4 separate regions of the Sus scrofa genome follow, and regions 2, 3 and 4 are each linked to region 1. Evidence: chromatin contacts called from public Hi-C and HiChIP or PLAC-seq data. All regions are on one chromosome and are shown on one strand. The core of a region is the stretch at or near the end of the contact, and the rest is flanking DNA. Distances in the headings are between cores, read along the strand shown.

Evidence for each region. Hi-C and Micro-C count contacts between places; a contact is called where the count stands out from the background. HiChIP or PLAC-seq counts read pairs in DNA pulled down with a chosen protein or histone mark.
Region 2: a contact with region 1 is called in an H3K27ac HiChIP or PLAC-seq map of alveolar macrophages. The contact joins the promoter of TNFSF8 here to the promoter of AKNA in region 1. A contact is called at or near these places in 2 of 5 promoter capture datasets (fetal skeletal muscle and liver), 7 of 47 Hi-C or Micro-C datasets (embryonic fibroblasts, fetal skeletal muscle, liver and 2 more) and 2 of 2 datasets of contacts at active chromatin or transcription factors (alveolar macrophages and skeletal muscle).
Region 3: a Hi-C map of alveolar macrophages shows a contact between it and region 1, with 4 times the contacts expected there. The contact joins the enhancer-like site here to the promoter of AKNA in region 1. A contact is called at or near these places in 2 of 5 promoter capture datasets (fetal skeletal muscle and liver), 16 of 47 Hi-C or Micro-C datasets (alveolar macrophages, brain, embryonic fibroblasts and 8 more) and 2 of 2 datasets of contacts at active chromatin or transcription factors (alveolar macrophages and skeletal muscle).
Region 4: a contact with region 1 is called in an H3K27ac HiChIP or PLAC-seq map of alveolar macrophages. The contact joins the promoter of TNFSF15 here to the promoter of AKNA in region 1.

Annotation. Positions count from the first base shown.
Region 1 is chr1:255,002,574-255,005,955 of Sscrofa11.1, reverse strand. It overlaps AKNA (AT-hook-containing transcription factor), which reads left to right and starts at 1,503. Exons shown (of 22, transcript XM_003480581.4): 1 at 1,503-1,582.
Region 2 is chr1:255,457,168-255,460,549 of Sscrofa11.1, reverse strand. TNFSF8 (TNF superfamily member 8) reads left to right here and starts at 1,530. Exons shown (of 5, transcript NM_001025219.1): 1 at 1,530-1,724. The coding sequence starts at 1,530.
Region 3 is chr1:255,437,467-255,440,848 of Sscrofa11.1, reverse strand. TNFSF8 (TNF superfamily member 8) reads left to right here. Exons shown (of 5, transcript NM_001025219.1): 3 at 2,698-2,714; 4 at 2,717-2,768. Among named protein-coding and RNA genes, the nearest start is that of TNFSF8, 20 kb to the left of the region's middle. Within about 2 kb of position 1,553, at least 16 of the 83 cell types and tissues checked have an H3K27ac peak or open chromatin away from gene starts, as enhancers often do. A contact at or near this core is called in alveolar macrophages, omental adipose tissue, retroperitoneal adipose tissue and 1 more, where this site is marked.
Region 4 is chr1:255,347,884-255,351,265 of Sscrofa11.1, reverse strand. It overlaps TNFSF15 (TNF superfamily member 15), which reads left to right and starts at 1,758. Exons shown (of 4, transcript NM_001244555.1): 1 at 1,758-2,034. The coding sequence starts at 1,810.

The sequences.
Region 1 (3,382 bases), core at 254-2,753:
CCAAACTTGTGAGTTATTGGAAGGAGTATCTAAAATGTTTGCCCTGGCAAAGAGTAAGCCTCCGTGAATAGAAGCTACTACTATGATTATCATTTAATAAGTGTGTGGGAGTCACTGGCAACCCGGGAAATGGCAAAGAGCTTTCTGCCAAGAGGAAAGAGAACTGGCCTGCAACACAGCTGGATGCCAGACCTTGGGCAACTCACTTCCTGTCTCTGGGCCTATCATACCCCCTTCCCTCTGTGAAATAGGACTGGTCTAGGAAACTTTTTTTGGGGGGGGGTGCTTTTTTGGGGGTCACACACATAGACGTTCCCAGGCCGAGGGTCAAATCGGAGCTACAGCTGCCCACCTACACCACAGCCACAACAACACGGGATCCTTGACCCACTGTGCGATGCCCGGGATCAAACCTATGCCCCCATGGATACTAGTCGGGTTTGTTTCTGCTGAGCCACGATGGGAACTCCTGAGCAACCCTTTAAATTAGTGTTATTCATTTATTTCTTATATACCTAATGCTATGCTTATTTATTTACTCCCCTCAGCAACCCTGTGAAGTGAGTTAAAAATTCCATTTACATGCTAGCAGCCAGCAGCAGAAGTAGGGCGAGAGCCTAGGCCAGTTTGACACCTTACACTGCCACCCTTCACAGTGAGCTTTCTGTGAATAATGGATCATTTATGTCCCATTCTCACTGCAGGACCTTGGGCTAGTTCTCATCTCTTTCCAGGCCTGCGTTTCCCTGCTTATCTAATGATGATTTGGAGTAGAATGCGCTTGGGGAGGTGATGGTAATACCTACCTATCTCATAGGAGAGGACTGAGCATAGCAAGAGTATACCACAGTATCTGACACGTCGTTAAGTGCTCAAGAAAACTTTATTATAACTGTTATGAACCAGTCATTTCAGCTATCAAAGTTTGTGGTTTTGGAGTTCCTGTGATCTTTTCTGTGCCAACTCCTCTTGGAGTTCCCGACGTGGTGCAGCGGAAACAAATCCGACTAGGAACCATGAGGATGTGGGTTCGACCCCTGGTCTCGCTCAATGGGTTAAGGATCCGCGTTGCTGTGAGCTGAGGGGTTAGGTCACATACGGGGCTCAGAAACTGCGTTGCTGTGGCTGTGGCGCATGCAGGCAGCTGTAGCTCCGAATCAACCCCTAGCCTGGGAACTTCCATATGCTGCGGGTGCGGCCCTAAAAAGCAAAAGCAAACCAAAAAAAAATTGTGTTTTTTTTTCTCATTGTGGCTCTGTGCGATCCTGCACAAACGTCTTAACTCCAGGCCTCAGTCTCCCATCTGCAGTCGGGCGGGTTCCAGAAGGACACGCACTCTCCCAGATTTGAGATTTTCAGTCCCAGGGCCGCCTCCAAACCCCTGGGGGAGGGCCGTAGGCTGCCGCCTCTCTGTGATTGGTGGAACTTCCAGAGACCGCGCCTCCTAGGGCCGCGCCCAGGCCGTCACAGGCGGGCCTCCCGGATTATGCAAAATGTCGTCGCCCCGCCCCGCGCCCGGATTGGAGGCCTTTGTTTGCCGCTCAACTCCAGGAAACCACCCGCGCGCCGCGGCGGCCGGCAGGTGAGACTCGGGGAGGGGCTCGCGGTGGGTCTGGGGCGGGTCCTGGCCCCTCGCTGGGTCTCAGTTTCTCCGTCGGGGGAATGGGGAGGAGAGTGGACAGCGTGGATGAGCTCGGAACCACAGGGACCGAGCTGCTTTCGGTCTCTCCCACGTGGAAACCCCTGCGCACAGGAAGGAGACGGATCACGGCTCCGGGAATGAGAGGGAACCCTGGACTAGCTATCAGGGTCCGATTCCAAACCCCGCCGTCTTTGAGGCCACCCTCAAGCCTCAGTCTCCACCTCCGCGCAATGGGGGCGTAGACCTTTTTTCTCCCTCTCTCTCTTCCAGCTGTGGCTGGGCACAGGGAGGGGAGGGGTCCCCAGGGAATCCGGGGGTGGTCCTTGGCGGGGCCTCAGGCAGTGTTTGGGTTGGAGGTGTGGCCCGGGTAGCTGTGGTTACGGGAGAGGTGGGACTTCTCTGCCCTGGGATTTGTGTGATATTCGTTCACCCGGCAACAACCTGCGCAGCCTGACAACTCGGAGCCACACGTCCTCCCCGGACGCCTAACGCAAGTTTCTTTTCCTCTTTTTGGCAGGGGTAGGGAGGTAGGGCAGGGGCCAGCGCGAGGGTGGGCAGCTCCGGCAGTGGTAGGAACTGAACCGGACTGCAGGAATAAGGCCAGCCTCTCTCGATACACAGATGGCGATACTGAGGCTCAAAGCGAGGCTGAGACTTGCCCAAGGGCGCACGGCGGGGCGGGCACAGAGCTGGCTTCTCCCCAGTGTGAAGGGTCTGGCACTCGCAGAACCAGAGGCTTTTTGCTGCGCCACCTTGGACAAGACTCTTCCCTGCTCCTTCCCCTGGCTTCTTTTGGGGGAAACAAACAAACAAAAAAACAGGTTGGAGTGGGTCATTATCTGCGTTTCTAAAGCTTCTTCTAGGTAAGAAAGTTGGAAAGCAAAGTTACTGATAACGAATCCGGGCTATTTGGGAGCTGAGAAGAGAAGCTGAGAGAGGCCACAGTAAAAAGAGACATTGTTCCTGTCCTCTAGATGGGAAGGAGAAGAAAAGATTAAAACTGAAGCATGAAGGACTGAGGTTAGATACATATAGGGACTTCCAAAGAGACATTTCCAGGCACCTTCTTTGGAGTTGATAGATTTTATTTTTTGCATGTTGGTTTTGTTCTGTCAAGAAAGAGAATTTCTGCCTATCCATTTGAGGGGGCCTAAGTCTGGCTTACTTACCAAAAGGGGATGGACACCATGGTCTTTGGGGGACTATTTGGTTTATTCCCAAAGGCAGTCTCAGTTCTTCAGAAAGAAGGAGAAAGTGCCCACGTGAGACCTTTGCTTCCCAAAGTCCGGTGGTTTGCATTTGAAACATGTGATTGGGTTGTTTCTTGCAAGGGGGTTTCATCAGCTCCCATCAGCCTGTGGAGTCCACCAGAAACGCCAGGGTTTCCAGAGAGACTGGGAGTGGTCCCGGCACCACGGCTGTCATGCTGAGAGGGTATTTTGGAAACTAGTGCACACCAAGAGCATTTCCATTTATCCTCATGAGGTGGGGAAGAAAGGGTTTGGGGTGTTTTTTTTTTTTTTTTAGGACCACACCCTTGGCATATGGAAGTTCCCAGGCTAGGGACTGAATTGGAGCTACAGCTGCCAACCTATACCACAGTCAGAGCAGCACCAGACAGATCCAAGCCATGTCTGTGACCTACACCACAGCTCACAGCAATGCCAGATCCTTAACCCACTAAGCGAGGCCGGATATTGAACTGGCGTCCACACACACACCAGTCAGGTTCATTTCTGC
Region 2 (3,382 bases), core at 281-2,780, 450 kb before region 1:
ATGGAGATCATTAGTGACCACAGATGTGACCAGCTCTGTCCTCCAGAAAATCCATTCTTTCTAAATTCCAGACCATTTGGAATGTTTAACCAGAATGGTGCAACACCATCTGCCAAGTCTATTCCCATTCACAGAGTTCTCTTACATCACTAACTCATTTGACCTTCACAGTGGCTGTCCGTGCAGATGGGGAAAAGAGGCGGGGTGGAATGATTTAGACAAGGACCCAAGACCAACGAGGGGGTAGGGCTGAGACAGGCCCTCAGGTTTTCATCCTTCCAGTGCAAAGACATGTTGAATGATTTAGTGTGCGTTCAGAGGCCAGCCAGGGATGGCTTGTGCACCCAAGGCATTTCATTGATCAACATCTGCAACTTTGACAGAGACTCTGTTTATCCTCTCTGATCCTCAATTTTCCCATCTGGAAAAAAGAAATATCTGCCTCGGAGGGCAGAGGTGAGACAACTTCTAAATCTCCTAGCACTGTGCTGGAAACAGAGGATGATCGTTCAACTGTAGTAGTCTCTCTCTCACACTCACACACACACATCACAAACACGCACCTCCTGTCATGAAGGCAAACCACACATGCACAGCATACACGTGCCACACACCCACCACCTACAGGCACAGCACATGCACACACCACAGAGGAACCCCCCACACACATTCTGCACCATTACCACTTCCCCACCCCCACCCTCACTGCCAATTCCTTCCCCTTTTTCTGAGGTTTACAGCAAGTCCAAGTTTATCTGCAAATTTAACAGACTGCAATACACTCTGCAGGAACTTCTGTACAAAAGATCAGTGTTTCTGAAAAGGGTCTTCAAAAGATCAGTGATACTCAGAAAGTATCTCTGAATCTGTTCCCGAATTTCATACCGCCATAAGCTTGTTACCCTTTGGATAAATCTCCAGATTTGTGGGCTCTTCCTTCCCAGATATCTAGTAGTATTTCCAGTTTTTAGCAGGAGCCAATATCATCAATTCTTCTGGTCACTCTACTGCAGCCCAAGGAAGCTAGTCTCCCCAAGGCCCAGCAAAGAGACATTTTCTGATGAGCACCTCTGAGCTGCTGCAGCCCTTGCTAATGTGCAATTTCTCAGTCAGGAAGGCGTTTTGTGTCTGAGACTGACTCAAACAGAAGTTGCTTTGCGCGCGCACACACACACACACACACACACACACACACACACACACACAGAGACACACACACACCCCAGGGTAGGGAAACCGTCATTTTCCTATTCACCCTGTGACATCAGCCACCTTCTCTGTAGCTACAGTTTCTCTTCACTCAAATTAATCCCTGGCGATGAAAAATGAGCCTCTCCCCCACCCCTGCTGCCACCCTTCACCTCACGCCCCCAGAGAAGAGTTTCTTCTTCGTGTGGCGGCCGGTGAAGGTTTTTTTCCAAGTCACATGATCCAGGATGCAGGGGGAGAATCCTTCTTGGAACAGAGATGGGCCCAGACCGACTCAGATGAGGAGAGATAAGGTGTGATGTGGGGAAGGCTATATAAGAATGGACCCAGGGCTCCAGCAAGCATTCAACCCACTGGCCCCTTCTCAAGACACAGCCATGCATGTGCCCGCAGGCTCCGTCACCAGCCACCTGGGAACCTCCAGCCGCGGTTACTTCTATTTCACCACGGCCTCGCTGGCTCTGTGTCTCGTCTTTGCCGTGGTGACCATTATGGTGCTGGTAGTTCAGAAGACGGTAAGTGGACTTCTCTTCTTTGCCTTTCCTTTCTGATTTATGTTCCGTTTTCTCCACAGAGACTTGGGGATAAGCTTAAAAAAAAAAAAAAAAAAAAAAAGCCTGCATCATGTAGAGAAAGGGAGCAGAGAAATGGGAACTTAACCCTTCCAAGTAACATGGCTTTCTGAGAGAAAACTCTGTCAAGCCCTCTTCTCCAACTTTCCAGGCTCACGTGAGCCAAGAGAAGGGAGAGGAGCTATCAGCCTAGAGCAATTAAGATATTTAAAGGTTGCTGATCCAGAGACTGGTATCAAGGAAGGAAGCAATAAGGAGACGTGATAACACACTGGTATCACGTCTTAGGTGTTTTCAGACCAGATTCCAAGGTTCTGTATTCTCAGTCCAAATGTCCCTGAGATTTTGGAGGCTTCATCCAGGGCTAAGAGGTGTTTAAACCAGGAGCTAAGTTTCAGAGGCCAAAACCTGTAAGGGAAGGAAGCAAGAGAGAAAACCAGGGCTCCTCAGAGTTTGGGCATTTCAGCGTTAAAGCTCACAAGACAAATTGAAAACTTCCTTCCAAGCCACTGCTTTGAAGAGCTTAGAGTGTCACAAAAACATAGAGCACAGAGGCAGAACACAAATATTTTTCACACCTGTTCCCTCTGAGACTGCTCAGAATTCTAAAACTACAAGCAATTATGGGTACAACACTGTGGAGTCAAACTGCCTCAGGAAATTTACCCTTTTTTCTTTTTAAAGTAAATGGTAAGATCTGTTGTGAAAACAGACAGATGAAGAAGGAAGCTTCTTCATATTTTAGGAAACTGGTCTTTATAGAGAATCCACCAGCATGTATTTTAAAGAAAATACGGCAGTGATAGTATATATTGAATTTTTAAATTTTGACAGTTTAAAAACTGTACCCCCACCCTGCTACAGTAAGTACATGTCTATCTATTCCTTCAAAGCTCCCATTTTTCATGGTATTACAATCCTGCAGAATTTGTTCTGGTTTCCTTCAGCTGCCTTGGGTTGAATGCTCTTTAACTCATTGATTGCTAAAAAGAATGAAGCTTAAAAGGCTTTGGTATCTGTTTCTCAATCGTCATCAAGCTTTGAAATTTAAATGAAGAACTGAGGCTGCATTAAAGTGAAAGAAAACAGAATTGACAGCATTTGATTTAGATTGTAGGATTTATAATATTCATCATTTAATGCTCTCATCTACATCTACTGGTAATAACACTCTTGAAAATATTCTAGGACCCTTTTTTTCTGTACAGGGTCTATCATTTCTGTAATTCTAATTGTAAGTAAACCAGGAGTGTATTATTTTATAGCAACAGCCGAAGAAAAGAAATCAAAGTGTTCTTTGCAAATTTCTTTAAAGTTTGCAGCTAGAACTGCTATGAGAAAGAAAGGAAGAGAGAAAGAGAGAGAGAGCTGATGGGGATACAGGGTGTGGTGGTAACATGTAAAGCTAGAGAGAACCCCGAAATGGTCCTTATTCAAATCTTAACTTTGGGTTGAATTGAGTCTTTCCATGAAGGAATTGGAGTGGATCTTTCTGCCCCATTTTTGAAAATGTGGAAAATGAGGAACAGAAAGGGGACAGACAAAGGCTTGACCTTAAATTGTCCTGAGAAAGTGGTGCAGTCAAGACTGTCTGACTCTTT
Region 3 (3,382 bases), core at 304-2,803, 430 kb before region 1:
AGTGACCTGGTGTTGAAGGGGTCTCTGGCCATTGAATAGAATCTATTCTTGATGGGATGTGCTGGCCTCAGACAAGAGCATGAATCTTAACCTTTTGTTTAATCTAACCGAACCTGCAGAACCAATGGGAGGATAAAGCCAGGTGTTATTCCAGCACAGAAGGGAAAGGCAAGCCAAGCATGCATATTCATCTCACTGGAGCCATAGAACACACCCGACATCCACAGAGGAAAGTGAGAAAGATAGACTAGATGATCCAATTCAACAAACATTTACAGAACGCCTTCTGAGCCAGCAGTGGGGATATGTAAACAGTAGTCCCTGCCCTGAGGGGTCAGGGTCTAGTGGAGGAGGCAAAGAGGCAAACAGAGGGAGGGAGTAAAAGGTTTCCCAGAGGAGATGGCCACCAGGCTGTGCCTAAAACAACAAATAACGTGCCAGTGAAGATTCCAGGTGGAACAGAAAACCAACACGGTATGTTTGAGGGCACCCCAAGCCCCCAAACTACAGGATAGAGGTAAAAAAATCCACTCAGAGAGTTCCCGATGTGGCACAACAGGACGTCCTGGGAGCACTGGGATGCAGGTTCAATCCCCCGCCCAGGATTTGGCTTTGCCACAGCTGCAGCTTAGGTCAAAACTATTTGAATCTGATCCCTGGCTCGGGAACTCCACATGCCATGGGGAGGCCAAAAAAGGGAAGAAAAAAAAAAATGTAGGCATTATTGTCAAACAGCCTGGCTTTGAATCTCCACTCTAACGCTGAATAGATGTGTAAATGTGAATAAGACATCTAACTTCTTAAAGCCTCAGTTTCCTTATGTACAAGAGAGAACTCATTTTAGTCCCTTTCTCATGAGGTGATTGTGAAAATTAAGTAAAATAATGCATGTAACATGCTTAGCAGACTACCAAGAAAATAGCCATCAGTTAATATGTATCAGCTATTATTTTATGATTATTACTAGTACTACCAGAACTACTACTACTACTACTACCATTGGGACAGAGAGGACAAGGGAATGAGAGGGGAGGGGGAGGGATGAGACTGCAAAATTCAGCAGGAGTTAGAACACAAGGGAACTTGAATGTCATGTGGAAGAGCTTAGCCCTGATCCTGCAGCACAGTAGTATCAGAAAGGGGTTCCAAGCAGAGCAGAGAGGCAGCCAGATGCACCTCTCTCTGATTCCTTCCGACTGGATGTGCCACACCCCGAAAAGAGAAGGCTGGGCCGGGGGACTCCCTCCCAGTAGGCACAGCACATTTAAGAATGTGCAGCCCTCACTGTTGTGACTGTACACACCTAGGAGTGTGGGCTACAGGCCAAAACAGGCAGAACAAGAACGCTAGTTGGAGGTGAGTGAGAGTTGGGATCAAAACAAGGCAGCTGGCCTACCAGCCCTCCTCCTCCAAGAGACGCTTAGACCAGAGCCTCTTTATGCCCTGAGGGCAGATAAGGATGAAAACCACCCCCTGCTTCTGCTGGGGGTGCCTCTAGCAGTGAGCCTGTTCAGACAGCAGAGGGAACTCTTCACTTAATTTTCAACCACTCCAAGTCCCCTATCCTGCTGTAGGAAAGCCAGGAGGGATTTTTCTCAGGCCTGGACAGAGAAGGCAACCAGGAAGATTGTGAGTCCAACAGATACTACTGGAAGATCCAGTGAACAAGCACACTAAGATGTGGCCGTTTCAACTGAATGGATCTATGACTGCCTAGTCTCTGATGAATGGAATGAATGCTCACTTTTTGTGACACCATCAAAAAGAAGCCACTGTCAGGTCTTAGATCTCCCAGTTTTACAGACAGGGAAACCAAGGCCCAAAGAGGAGAAAAAAAATCACCAGAATAAGCCAAATTCATGAGTCATTGCAGGAAATGTATAACTTGGTCCTTTGCAGACAAAATAGTTATTATAATAAGAAACTAAGCTGCCATCACCAGGGAATATATTACAAATATTTCTATTTCTTAAATGCCACCACGACATAAACATTGTCTTTTTTCCCTGCCCAGGAAGCTCCAGATAGCAGGCTCCCTGCTTAGATCTTTTTAATCCCATATCCTCTTAAAGTTGAGCTCTGGGATGGGTTTATCTCCCCTGACTGGCAAAATGAATGGCCTTGAGAAAAAAACCTGGTCTCTGGAATCAGACAGACATGGGGATGAATCTCAGGATTTCTACCAATGTGCACGACCTTTTATCACTGACCATGTCTGGGAACCAAGATTAGCCTTTGCAGAGTTTTTTTGAGAATTAATTAGCTGAAATACAAAAAAGTACACAAACGAGTATCTGGTGCACTTGAAGGATGACGATAATTACCATCAGTATTAGTGTTCTAACTACCACAGCCTGGCTTAGTAACATAAGACAATGTACTTAATCTGTCTGGTCCCCAGGCTTTTTGTCCATCTCTCAAAGGGATTTAACAATACCTCTCTCATGGAGTTGTTGCAAAGATCAAGTGAGCCGAAATATATGAAGTGACAAGAATCACACCTGAATAATATAGGAAGTCAGGCCACAACTGTTTCCTTCTAGCAACTTCCAGTCTTTGGTAAAAGCCTAAATAGAAGCAATCAATTAAATATATATGTGGTACTTTATGGGAAAATGAGAAATAAACAAAGTTTCCGTTTGCTGTCTCCAGCTCCCAGAGCAGAGAAAGACATTTAATATATGATTTTCTTTCTAGGGAACTGCTCAGAGGACATTTATGTATCCTGGAAAGGGCTCCGTTCAAGAAGTCATGGGCCTACCTCCAAGGTCAGTAACTAAATCCAGGAACCCCAACCGTGTGAGGGACATGTCCTGTGGCCTTTCTGAAATGTCTAAGCCAGAGGTACAAGTAGAATCCCACAGCCAAATGTGACATGCAGATGTGTTTTGTTTGGCCTGTATGGTAATTTTTATACTTTGAGTATAAGTGCCTTAAAGGGAAAAGAGAGATGTTACTCTAAAGCTACAAATTCCTGCTTCCTCAGCCTCATTCACTCCTGTAAGCGTGCCTCCCTGGCCTCTGCAGGCATCGGTGCCCGGCCCCCCACTGCTCTTCATGCATCTGTCCACAGGCTGCAGGCATAGTGGATGGAACCTGTCCTCATGCAAGGGAAGTAGGCTCCTAATCTCTGCCTCCATTAAGTTATTCACAAGGGAACCACAAAACTGCTTTGTGCCCAGACTGACAGCTTAATGAACACGTTGGCACAGGGCCTATTTGCATATTGCAGCATGCTTCAGGTAAGAGGCCTCTTATAAATGAAATAATAAGAGGCATTTACACTGGGAAAGATGAGGTACAGAGGAGACGGCCAAGTTTCTCTGAAATAGCCATTCTGCTCATTTAAAAAATTCAATTTTGCTGTTAGATTAGTTCTCAT
Region 4 (3,382 bases), core at 509-3,008, 350 kb before region 1:
TGAGTTCCATCCCTGGCATCACTCAGCGGGTTAAGGATCCAGCGTTGCCGTGAGCTGTGGTGTAGGTTGCAGACATGGCTCAGACCCTGCGTTGCTTTGGTTGTGGCACAGACTGGCAGCAGTAGCTCCAATTAGACCCCTAGCCTGGGAACCTCCATATGCCACAGGTGTGGCCCTAAAAATCAAAACAACAACAACAAAAAAAATTGCTGAGCATGAGCGGCGCATCTCACCCCATCTTGGAGAGGGAGATGCAGGAAAGCGTTCTATATGATGTTAAAAAAATAGGGGAGCTAGGTGATAATGAAAGGAAAGGAATGATGGATGCTTTCCCAGTCAAAGGGTCAGCATGTATAAGAGTACAGGTAGTCCATAGTACATATGGGGGAGATGCAGCTTGGGAAAATAATAAGAGAAGAGCTGGACACTGAGGAGGGATGATGGTGGGCAGGTCATGAAAGGCTTTTCAAAGTAGTCTGAAGGGTTTAGGCTGTGACATAAGCAGAAGGAGCAACTGAATAGAGGCTAGTCAGATTGGTTTCCACCACATGCCACAGGACATCCTTAAGCTTTCCTCTTTGTGTAACCAATCTTTTTACAAGGTCCTCTGTTCTCCAATATCAAGTTCGCTAAGATTCAAGGTCTTGTTTCCATACCATGAAGCCTCTCCAACCCCTAGCTAGAAGGGATGACCTGCTCCTGGTAGAATGGGGGTGGGCATCCCTGTACATGCACTGCACAGCATACAGACAGTGAAGCCTAAGTTAGGAAGCTCTGGAAACAGCTTGCCCCAGTCCCAAGCCTGGCTTTACCTCTAGGCTTCATTGCCCTTATCTGTCGAGTGGGAATAACAACATTACTCGTCAAAAGGTTATCTCAGGATAAAATAATTTCATTGATACATTTAACGTGCTCAGAAGAGTGACTGGCGCAAAGTCAGTGTTTATTCAGTGTCAGCCTGTTACATGTTGTGGCCCCTGTACACACCCAGCGGTAGGCTAGTCAACTTTGGACTCATCGGAGAGTAGAAGTCAACGTCCTCCCCTCCTGAACCTCTGTGACCTCATACTCTTTCCTCAGAGAATTGGTCAACACAGGCTAGAAATATAACTTCCTTTCACAGACAACCATGTAGTAGAGACAAGAACCCCAGACCATGATTTAGAAGAACTAGATCCTCTTCCTAGCTCCTCTGTCTGAATCCCTGGCTGACCTAGGGCAAGTGCCTTCTCCTGGAACGTCGGTATTCCCCTCTGTGCAATGGGAAAAAGCTCCTAGGAGGCTCAAAAAGACAGAGGGCTTGGCGGCACTTTACAAAGTGGTGATGCAAACATGCTTTCCATCTCCCAGTCTGCAAGCCCCATCTCATACCTCCCCAACCTCGCTTTCACTTCCGGAAGAAGCACACTCCCCAGACTGGCACACTGGCAGCCTCCAGTGCAGGGAGCAGGTATATTTTCATTTGCCCCACCTACTGACTTGATGAATTCTTTTTCTCCTCCTCCAGGGACTTTCCTAACTTCCTTCTGTAAACGAAGGAAGGAGCACATGAGCACACTGTATATAAATATGCTTGGGAAAGCTTTCTTCTTCTCTTTTTTTTTTTTCCTTAAGCCAAACTTGGTTTCTGTTGTAGGCGGTGCATTCCCTAGCAGGGCGGGGCGCAGTGTATTGTAGAAGGGGAGGTGGGGAGGTCAGGGGGAGGAGCAAGCAGTGATTAATTCACCCACTCCGAGAGCTGGGCTTCTATTTAATGGGGGGGTCTCTTTGCCCAGGAGAATCAGAGGCAACTCCAGAGCCAGCCAGAGCATGGCAGAGGATCTGGGGCTGGGCTTTGGGGAGACAGCCAGCGTGGAAATGCTGCCCGAGCACGGCAGCTGCAGACCCAAGGCCAGAAGTAGGCTAGCATCTGGAAGTGGCAGCGCACGCTGGGCTCTGACCTGCTGCCTGGTGTCGCTCTCCATCCTGGCAGGACTCACCACCTACCTGCTCATTGGCCAGCTCCGGGCCCAAGGAGAAGCCTGTGTGTTTCAGGTAAGCAAGACTCCGTGGTGACCTGGAGGATCAGCAGCCCCGCTGCGGCCACTTGGCCACATTTCCAGCTCTAGACAGAGCTCCGTGATCCATCACATTCCTTGATTCCATATGCAGAGGAAATACAAAACGTGAGGGATGGAGAGGTCCAATTCGATTTTTTTTCTCGGTATTTCCAGGGGATAAATTGTACCTTTTTATGTTTATATAGGGACAACCTCAAGCCACATATTTTAGATAATTATTATTACTGATAATTTGGGAACATTCTTATTTTTTTAAAAAAATCTTTAAGTACAAAACTAGTATCTGATCCTTCAAAAAAAGGTAGAAAACACCCATAAGGAAGAGAAAATGTCATTACCCATTAACATTAGGGGGCATATAATTCCATATTTTTTAATAAAATAGATTGTTTTGTATCTTCTGATATGATTTTATTTATTTTAGTAAATTCACAGCAGCATGATGTTATATAGGTGGTTGTATTACATATTTGTATATGTGTGTGCTATAATTTATTGAATCAGCCCCCTTTCTTGGGTTTAGAAATATTCTTTTTCAGGGTTCCCATTGTGGCTCAGCAGTAACAAACCCGTGTGGTGTCCCTGAGGATTGGGTTCAATCTCTGGCTTTGCTCAGTGGGTTAAGGATCCAGCATTGCCATGAGCTGTGGTGTAGATCGCAGACGCATCTTGGATCTGGTGTTGCTGTGGCTATAGTTTAGGCCGGCATCTGCAGCTTCAATTCAACCCCTAGCCTGGGAACCTCCTTATGCTGCAGGTTGGGCCCTAAAAAGCAAAAAAGGAAAGAAAGAGAGAGAGAGAGAAGGAAGAAAGGAACGAGCCTTTCTCAAAACTCAAGAAAGACCCTCTTACCCAATTTCTATCTCGCTGGTCTTGCTGGGAGCAGGGAGTTGGGAAGCTTAGTCAAAAAAGAATATAGCGTCTAGGGAAAACAATGATGCAATGGTGGGAGGGTACTTACAGGTGACAGGGAAAACATAATTCTAGGCTAGGAACTTCAAAAACCTTAAAGCCTAAAGAATGTGTCATTGAACTAATGTCCTTTGCAAAATACTATCCTGCATAATCTGTGGTAACTGATTAACTGCAGTCCAAAGTATTAAATTTGGGAAAATAAGCTTTTCAATTGGTTTAATTGGAAACTTGTTTTCTAAGCAATGCTGGAGACTTCAAAGCACAGACACTGAGAGCAAGCCATAGTTAATGCGTCACTCTCACTGCCCAGCAGGGTCAGCAAACAGACCAAGATCAGACAGCAGCAGCCATGGCCATGTGCCATCACTCAGAAAATGTGGAAATGGACAGACAACAGGAAATGCTGC